Regions from separate parts of the Thunnus thynnus genome. Here region 1 is linked to region 2. Evidence: chromatin contacts called from public Hi-C data. All regions are on one chromosome and are shown on one strand. The core of a region is the stretch at or near the end of the contact, and the rest is flanking DNA. Distances in the headings are between cores, read along the strand shown. Region 1 holds the start of mis12 (MIS12 kinetochore complex component). Region 2 holds the start of dna2 (DNA replication helicase/nuclease 2).

Region 1 (4,298 bases), core at 1,230-3,729, 130 kb after region 2:
TTATGGACTCCATCACCAGGCGGAAGCTTTCATGGAAGCTGCCGTTTCCCTCCTTCACCCAGGCTGCCTGGAGCTCTCTGACCCACATCAGGATCCCATCCAGCTGATTCTGCACCTCCTTCTGCTCCTCCAGCTCGGCCAGCAGGGCCTGCCTGGCACAAACTTCCGCTTCGTAGGCTCTCTGCAGGTCCGCCACGGACGATTCCAGTCTGATCACCTCCTGAAACGAACAAATCATGAAAAGAAACCAAATGTTCAATCATGTTCTCTAAAACATCTGAACACCAATACTGATCAAACCCTCAACAGACATAAATAAATACATAAGATGTGTTATGTTAACAGACAGTATTGTATCAGTGAGCATGACAGATATTGGATCTATGAAGCAGACACCAATATCAATATTTTAGTGTTTATTTAAAAAAGAAAATCTGTAAAATAATATAAATAAAGAGACAAGATTATTTTGTTACACATTAAATGAACTAGTGTGTGGTGCGGACGAGCCTTTATTATGAGCATTAAATGATGAGCGTGAAAGTTCAATCTTGACCATGAAAAAGTAGTTTCACAAAATAATCTTAACTCAAGGTCCACTTACTTGCTCCCCCCCAAGCTTTCAATCACATCTCACAGCCTTTATTAGCAGATGGAGATATACAAACAATTGTTATCGTGTGACTAAACTTCAATACTTTATGATAACAGAGCCATCTCCATGACAACTGAGTAAACTCTAAATCTGCTGATGAAGACTGTGCGATGCAGCTGAAAGCTTCGAGAAAAGCTAGGAAGTGGACATTGAATCAAAGATTTGTTATCTAAAAGGTGTTAATTCAATTTACGGTTATTTTGGAGGTGTTGCCGTATTGTATTTCTTTATACTACCAGATGTTTCTTATATTTCATCCACCACATTTTCATCAATGAGTGGAAAAACACCTCTCGAAATAAAACTGAATACAAGTCAACCCCTCTAACACACAACACAAAACAGTAACATTATAACCTTGATGATTTTAGATTTGCTGCATGACTGTTAGACTTAGTGCTGCAACAATTATTTATTTATTGATGATTTGAGTATTTACATGATTAATCATTTGGTCAATAAAACATCAGAAAATGTCTAAAAACATCCATCACAACATCCTGGACTCCAAGGTGACATCCTCATGTGTCTTATTTTATCCAACCAATAGTCAAAAACTCCAAAATATTACATTTACAGTTACATTTACAGTTTTGTAAGACCAAGAAAAGCCACAAATTATAACATCTGAGAGCCTTGAACCAAGAAATGTTTGGCATTTTTACTTGAAAAATGACCTAAATGATTAGTTAATTTCCTGCCAATCGATAATCGACTAATCGTTGCAGCTCTAATTCGACTGCATTACTTTTAGCTAGATAATAAACTGGCAACTGAGATACTGATATGTTGTATAGAGATCAGTAGGTGTTATAGTGTATACAGGTAAATATGTACAGTTATGTTATATCACAGGAATGTAATGAATCGTATAATTGAAGCTTTCATTTTAGAGTGTTTACATTCACATTGCCTCAACAGATTGAGACTGTAGCCTTGTCATTTTCCTTCTGCACTGTTAAACTTGTGAAGGGGACGAGTTTAGGTATAAAAAGGACAACTTATTATGGATGTGAACACCCTCAAACACAGAAACTGTCCATATTATGCAAATATTTACAGACTACACTGTTGCTTGTGAGTACATGAATGAAGCAGTGGGTTGTGTGTGACTTCCTCTCATGATACTGATACAAACACTCCCTCTTTCTCCTCCTCCTCCTCCTCCTCCTCACCCACCTGAGGGTCCTGCGGGTGGTCTCGGTGTATCTGGTCCTCGGGCAACAGGACGTTTGGCGGCACGGAGAAGCAGCGGTTCACGAGCAGCGCCTCCATCCGCTCAGACAGCTGCTTGAACCGGTCTAAAAGAACCTGCTGCAGCTCCCGGCTACACTCCCGGGACCGGCACCGGAGCAGCTCCTCAGCCCCGTCCGACTCGCCTTTACTCAGCTGCCTCACACACACCTTCTCCACGACCAGCAACATGTCCCGCAGGCAGTCCTGGAAGGCGCTGTAAACCCGCAGCATGCAGGTCTGCGGGCTGAAACCGAAGAACTGCGTCTCGTACAGTTTTAAAGTCGACGGAGAGAGACTTTCCGCCTCTCCGTCCATGTCTCCGCGTCCATCCATTTCTTCCTCTTCCCCGGGTTTCCCGCCTCACGTTGAATCGCCGATGTTTTGTCTCGTATCTAGATGGTAACCCCAGACCCGCGAAAGTTCTCGCGAGAGTGATGTTTTTAACTCAAATCATGATCTTTCCCTAACCCTAATCAAGTGTTTCTGGTGCTTAAACCTAACCAAACCTTAAATACAGCGTTGCCACATCACAGAATATAATTATTTTGTACAACGTGCACAAAGAAGGAACAACGCATAGAAATCTCGCGAGAGTTCTGGAAATCTAGGGTTACCATCTAGACACGACCAACGTTTGGCTTTTCTTCTTCCTCTGGGTGTTTTTTGGCGGTTGGCAAACAACGAGATGACGCTTTACCGCCACCAAGCGGCACATGTAGAAATCTAAATAAATACATAAAATTAACCATGATATACATTCAAACAGATTAGATACCGAGACAAAAACATAGCATGTATCTCCTGAATTTCTTTATAAAAAATATCACTTAAATCATAGTTTGAGTTGTTTTCTCACAGTCTCTGAATAATTTGTCTAAATGTCATTTAATAACAGACCATGGGGATGTAGTTACACGAAAACATCATAAAAAGAGCACATATCAATATTTTTTACCGCCTTCTTCTTGTTTGAAGAGACAATTGTGTAAATTCTGTTGAATTTCATTTTTTGCCCTAATTGTCCGTCATAAAGGACTAAATGTATAGAAAGAAAGAAAGAAACAAACAAACAAAAAAACAAACAAAAGTTGTGGGAGGATGTTACACAACATGTTATCACATAATCCTAAAGTCCCCTTCCACTCAAACATATATTTTTCTTCTTGTTCTAACAGTTGAACATTTGAGCTTCATTGTGCAGAATGATGTATGTGCAGAGTTTGACACTATAAGACTGTTTTCATATTCATCTGCTGAAAGTGGAAAGCTTCTCTGTGCACATTGAAAATCTGATTTTAAGGTATGGGCCTGTGAGCAGGATTTCTGACATCACAACTAGTTTTGAAGCCAATTCTGGTCCAATACTCAACTTACACAAGTATGATGTGGAAACTTGAAGCCTCCAGTGCACAGACACTGAGAATGAACTTTGCAATGAAGTAGGAGACATCTTGTGTCAGTTAAACTTCGGAAATGAAATTTGAATTCTACATTTTTTTAATGAGAGAGAAGGACCATACTCTTTTGTGGAAAAACCACATAATACATTATTTTTCCAAACGGATTATTTTTATATGTCTTGATACATGTTTTAGGACATATAAAATAATCTTATTGGTGGTGAATACTATGTTTTTTTAAGATGATGAAAAAATATGTTGTGTAACCTCGCTGTAACCAACAACTCTTTTTTTCTTTCTATTCATTTAGTCCTGTACGACGGAGTACAGGGCCACACTGACAGAATTTTAAAAAAGTTTTATTTTTGAGATAACGAAAAAAAAAAAGTAATAGTAACCCCGGTAGGGTTGCAGTCGACCACCCCCAGCCATTTCTTCTTCCGCTAAAGAAGCAGTTTAGTGCATGTTCGTGTGGTTCTTTCTTTGGACAATGGCTCCAAAGTCCTGATACTCATAATTATCTGGTGCTAATGTGCCAAAAGATTAAGTATTTTGTTATGTGTGAAACCTATACTAAAGTATAACTTCACAAGATGCTCCACATTCCTCATTTTAACCGGCAGACTGCTACTCTGATATTTCCCCCCTAGACTATTACATTTTTCCCGTAATAACGGTTTATTCTCGTAATATTACTTATTTATTCTCGTAATCGTACTTTTTTCTCGAAATATTATGACTTTGTTCTCGAAGTCTCTCATTTTTTCCCCTCCCAGTGTGGCCCTAATACTCTGTCGTGGTCCTGACACTGTATTATCTTCCATATTTTTTTTAATTATTTTGTTATATATCTGTACACGTAAAATACCTGCCTGTATGTTGCTGAAACGTTAATTGGTTAATTTTTTTCCCGACATCGTGACGTATGACGTACACTGAGGACACGCCCCCTGCTCAGAGCGAAAGGGACATGCGCGCGCAGCATCTTCCTGCGCGGCTCCTGCTTG
Region 2 (4,193 bases), core at 1,691-4,190:
AAAGAGACATAAAGTTATCACAGTTTTCCTACGATTTTGTCCAGGTAAACATTCCCTGGATACAGATCAAGTTAATTACACCAGATTTTAATGTAATAACAAATGTTATGACATTTTGACAGCATAGACTGTATATAAATATACATATGCTCTTTATATACAGTCTATGATCTTGAGTGGCAGAACTGGCTTTTTTTCTGTCAACTGTTTCCCTATTTTTGTATTTTAAATGTACGACAAAGCGACAATAGTTTGTTAGTGTGTGTGTGAAGCTGATCATAAAAAACATCAGTACAAACAGAAATCCATAAACCATTATGTTTATAGTGAATAATTAACTCTTTTAAGTAGATAGGACAGCCATATAAGTTTTAAAAGGAACCAGCTCTCTCTATCATGACCCTCCAAGGGCAAAGGTCAGAGCACAGAAAGGTGTGAGGGCTGTTCAACTTCAAACCATATTAATCACACATAAACATTTTATTTCCTTAATTACAAACTTTATCCTCTTACCAAAGTATTTCCTGGTTCACATTAAAGACAAAGTGATTTGGGATTTTCAGTCAGAACTCTGGAACTTGAGCATCTACAGCAATTGTCTCAGATACTTTTTTATTTTTATTTTTTTACATGAGAGAAAGATCACAGACATCCTCACCTACCTGAGGAAATACGATTAGTAAACACTCTACATTGAACCGAAATAGCACAACACATCCTTTTATGAAGACGCAATAACTTCCTAATGTCCTCATCATACTGCAGTAGTATTTATTTGTTCGCTGAAGCTGCAGAGAGCCTCAACAGGCTCCAGTGGGTTAATAAATCTGCAGTTTAAATTTTCCAAGTTTATTGTGGCTTTATAAATAGTATGGTTTATTCTATTTTCTGTACACTATGTTAATTTCTGTAAACTTAAGTGAATGTGTTAAATAGTTGCTTTCTAGTGAAACCTGAAGAAACATAATATATGTTTTAGTGAGCATCAGGTCTCATAGACTATGACCTGATGTGTGTAATATTTCACAGGCTGTAGATAAAAATAGGTTGGCCATGAGTAAGCAGTGTTTAATCATGTTTAATGACTCCAATTCTCTAAAGCAAACGAGCCCTCATTATTCAATTAAGTTGAAGGTATTTAAAAACTGGATTTACTCAGCTCAAAATTATGGTACCACTCTCTAATACAGCACCATTAATAAAGGGTTTTAAGTTGTAATTACTTCTTGGGTTTATTGAGTAATAAAATAAAATATGCAGATCATTTGCAGCCCTTTTCTAGAAATAAGTGGTCAGATGTATAACCAGTCAAACGATTAATAAATTAATTGTCAACCATTAACAAGGTGACAGTTTCTAATGCCTTTATGAAGGGTGACTTATCAGAAAGTTATTATTACTTTCTTTTGGATACTATGCCTCAAAGATAAGATGTTTGCTTAATGTCTGGGGGAGAGGGCTGATCAGTGAGGCATTTAAGATGACCCAAGTAATGTGGGCTTGAAGAAAGCACATTTTACAATCAGTAGCTCTGTTATGGAGTAGAATACGTTTTCTGACATAATGAACCCCCGAGAGACGCTGTGGTGCCAGAAAACACAAAAGCCATCAGTAGCATGATAGTGGTTCTGTTCGTCTCGGATGATGGGCTACTGCTTCCCGGAGGCACCTGAGGCTGTTTCAACAACATCAAACAAGTGATGAAAATTGTTTTTTTTGTTGTTTTTCATATGTAGCATATCATCATCATCACATGTAGCATTTAATCTCCACAGGGCCACATCAAGGTGCACTGATGGCTCAACTAAGAAAAACAACGAGGTGCAGAACTGCATCATTAGATTTTATAACCACTTTTCCCAACTGACAAATAGTTTCTAGTCTGTTCTCTTCTTCACCTCCAAACTATCCCTAAAACATTTAATAATAAAACATGAATATACCGACTCCTCTTGCTAACAACAAGAGGGAATTTAAACAGCTAAAGGATTTTAATTTCATCACACTTTTAAATATTTTTTTATTCAGGTCTGCTACTATGTCAGTCATTGTTAAGAGACAGACTTTGCTCAGTAGGCTCAGTAGGCTGTCACTGACAAGATTTCATTTGACATTATTTTGTTTACTTATTAATATCATTGTGCAAAGTTAATCTGCTGATGAAGGCCAAGAGGTGTCACTGAAAACTTCCACAAAAAAAAACAAACAAAAAAAAAACAACAGTAAGGGACTGTAATTTATTTAATTATTTATCTTTTGTCAAACTGTTATTTCCATGGTCAAGAATGAATCCCGTAAGCTATAAAACCTGTTTTACATGCAAATAGGAATTATAGTGTCACTACTTAATGAAAAAAAGTTAGCCTAACTGTCTGATGATCACAATCCATTTATTGTATTATCAGTATATGCAGTTATACTTTTGACTCGTCAGATAACCTTTTAGAGATTTCACTGTGATCATAGTGCTATGGTCATGTTTATCTACAGTCGGTCATGCTGTTAACCAACAGAGGGCGACATGATGGCTGCATTCCTCGCCCTCTTAAAAATGGGTCGAGTCTAGAGGTAACCCTGGATCTGCGTAGGATCTCGCGAGAGCGATCGTTTAACCCAAAACATGATCTTTCCCTAACCCTAACTGAGTGTTTTTTGTGCCTAGCCGCTGCATTACCACGTCATAAAACACAATTATTTTGTTCAATTTAAAACAAAGCACACAATAAAGGAATAAGGCGTACAAATCTCGCGATAGTTATTCGCAAATCTAGGATTACCATCTGGACATTCCATGAAGACCCGCCCTACTCTGCCTCTGATTGGCTAGTACTCGTTGCCATTGTTGGTTTGGTTCGGTTTGGTTGGGTAGGTTACGTCGGTCAGAGCCAATCAGAGGCAGAGTAGGGCGGGTCTTCGCACAATTGATAACGCCCGTAAAACGCCCCGAAAACAGTCTGTCAGCGGATGTACTCCTGACGTCATTTCCATTGCGGGAAGTAGAAAATTTGGCGCCTCAGACTTTTAAACTGCCTCCAAACACTGGAAGAGAAAAGAGCTGAATGATGATCAAAATGAGTACAAGCCCGGTGGTTTTAACGGGAGAGTAACGGTAGCTAACGCCGGACAGTTAGTGAACAGTCTCCTGCTTGTGGAGATGCGGAGTCGTTTGAAATTAAACAGAATAAACTCTCTTCAGCTAGCTGTAGCTGATGCCGGTGATCCGTTGATAAACAAACATATATAATTCCACACACCTACCTGTGTTTTAACCTGAGCCACCATGCACAGGACCAAACTGAGGAAACCCAAGGTGAGTTCAGTAAGAGAGTTGTTAATTGACACACCAGCCTCTAATGAGGCAGAGTAATGTCTCCCGCTAAATGTGACGCACCTGTCATCGTTATTAACTCAGCTGTGCGTCTGACTGGTTTGATGGGTTTCACTTGATCTCTCATGTGCAGTCATCTTTTGTTTTTCTGGGCAGCAGTATTATGTGAACAACATTGTGTATGGCTTATCAGGTAATATTAGTGTTCATTCATTCATTCATTCATTCATGTGCAGAGCAGTTTAACCACCAACTCCTGTAAATGAAGAGCAGAGGTTATATATCGCAGTTACCAGTTAACCACAAACGTGCTTAGTTGTCGGTTTTAGGAGGTAATGTTGATTATATCAAGACCCTCTATTAAATCTGAAACCCACCAAGATGTTAATGTTGAGCGAATGTGCTGCCGTTTAAATCATTATGCTCTGTTTTAACATGCAACTGTGGTGGAAAATAAACACATACCACCTGTGAAAAGCTACAGAAACTTAGTGATTGTTGAATTCTGGTTAATCTCTGCTTTGTGGTTTTTTTCAGGTGACCCCAGGAGGGCAGAAGAACATCTCAACCTTCTTTTCCACTCAAAACCAGAAGGTAGGTACAACTATTTATTTCAATTAGTTCTTCTCTTTGCTGCATCTTGTTCCTTTGTGTATCTTTCTCTTTTCTTGTAAGACGGCTGGACAGAAATCAGATTACAATGTTTTTGACTGGAGCAGAAAATTACACTTAAGATATATTAACATATTGTTATATAAAAAAACTGAGATATATATAGTCATATGTCACAATACTGTTACATTGACTCTTCTACCTCCAATTTCTTTGCTCAATATGTTTTGCATGTTTGCTTTGATGCTTTCAG

What was found. Hi-C and Micro-C count contacts between places; a contact is called where the count stands out from the background.
Region 1: a contact with region 2 is called in a Hi-C map of heart, with 5 times the contacts expected there. The contact joins the promoter of mis12 here to the promoter of dna2 in region 2. A contact is called at or near these places in 2 of 3 Hi-C or Micro-C datasets (heart and muscle).

The regions. Positions count from the first base shown.
Region 1 is chr1:24,090,270-24,094,567 of fThuThy2.1, forward strand. mis12 (MIS12 kinetochore complex component) reads right to left here and starts at 2,480. Exons shown (of 2, transcript XM_067591945.1): 1 at 1,835-2,480; 2 at 1-220. The coding sequence starts at 2,224. It overlaps ppm1g (protein phosphatase, Mg2+/Mn2+ dependent, 1G), which reads left to right and starts at 4,254. Exons shown (of 14, transcript XM_067591932.1): 1 at 4,254-4,298.
Region 2 is chr1:23,959,875-23,964,067 of fThuThy2.1, forward strand. dna2 (DNA replication helicase/nuclease 2) reads left to right here and starts at 2,941. Exons shown (of 26, transcript XR_010928645.1): 1 at 2,941-3,310; 2 at 3,866-3,922.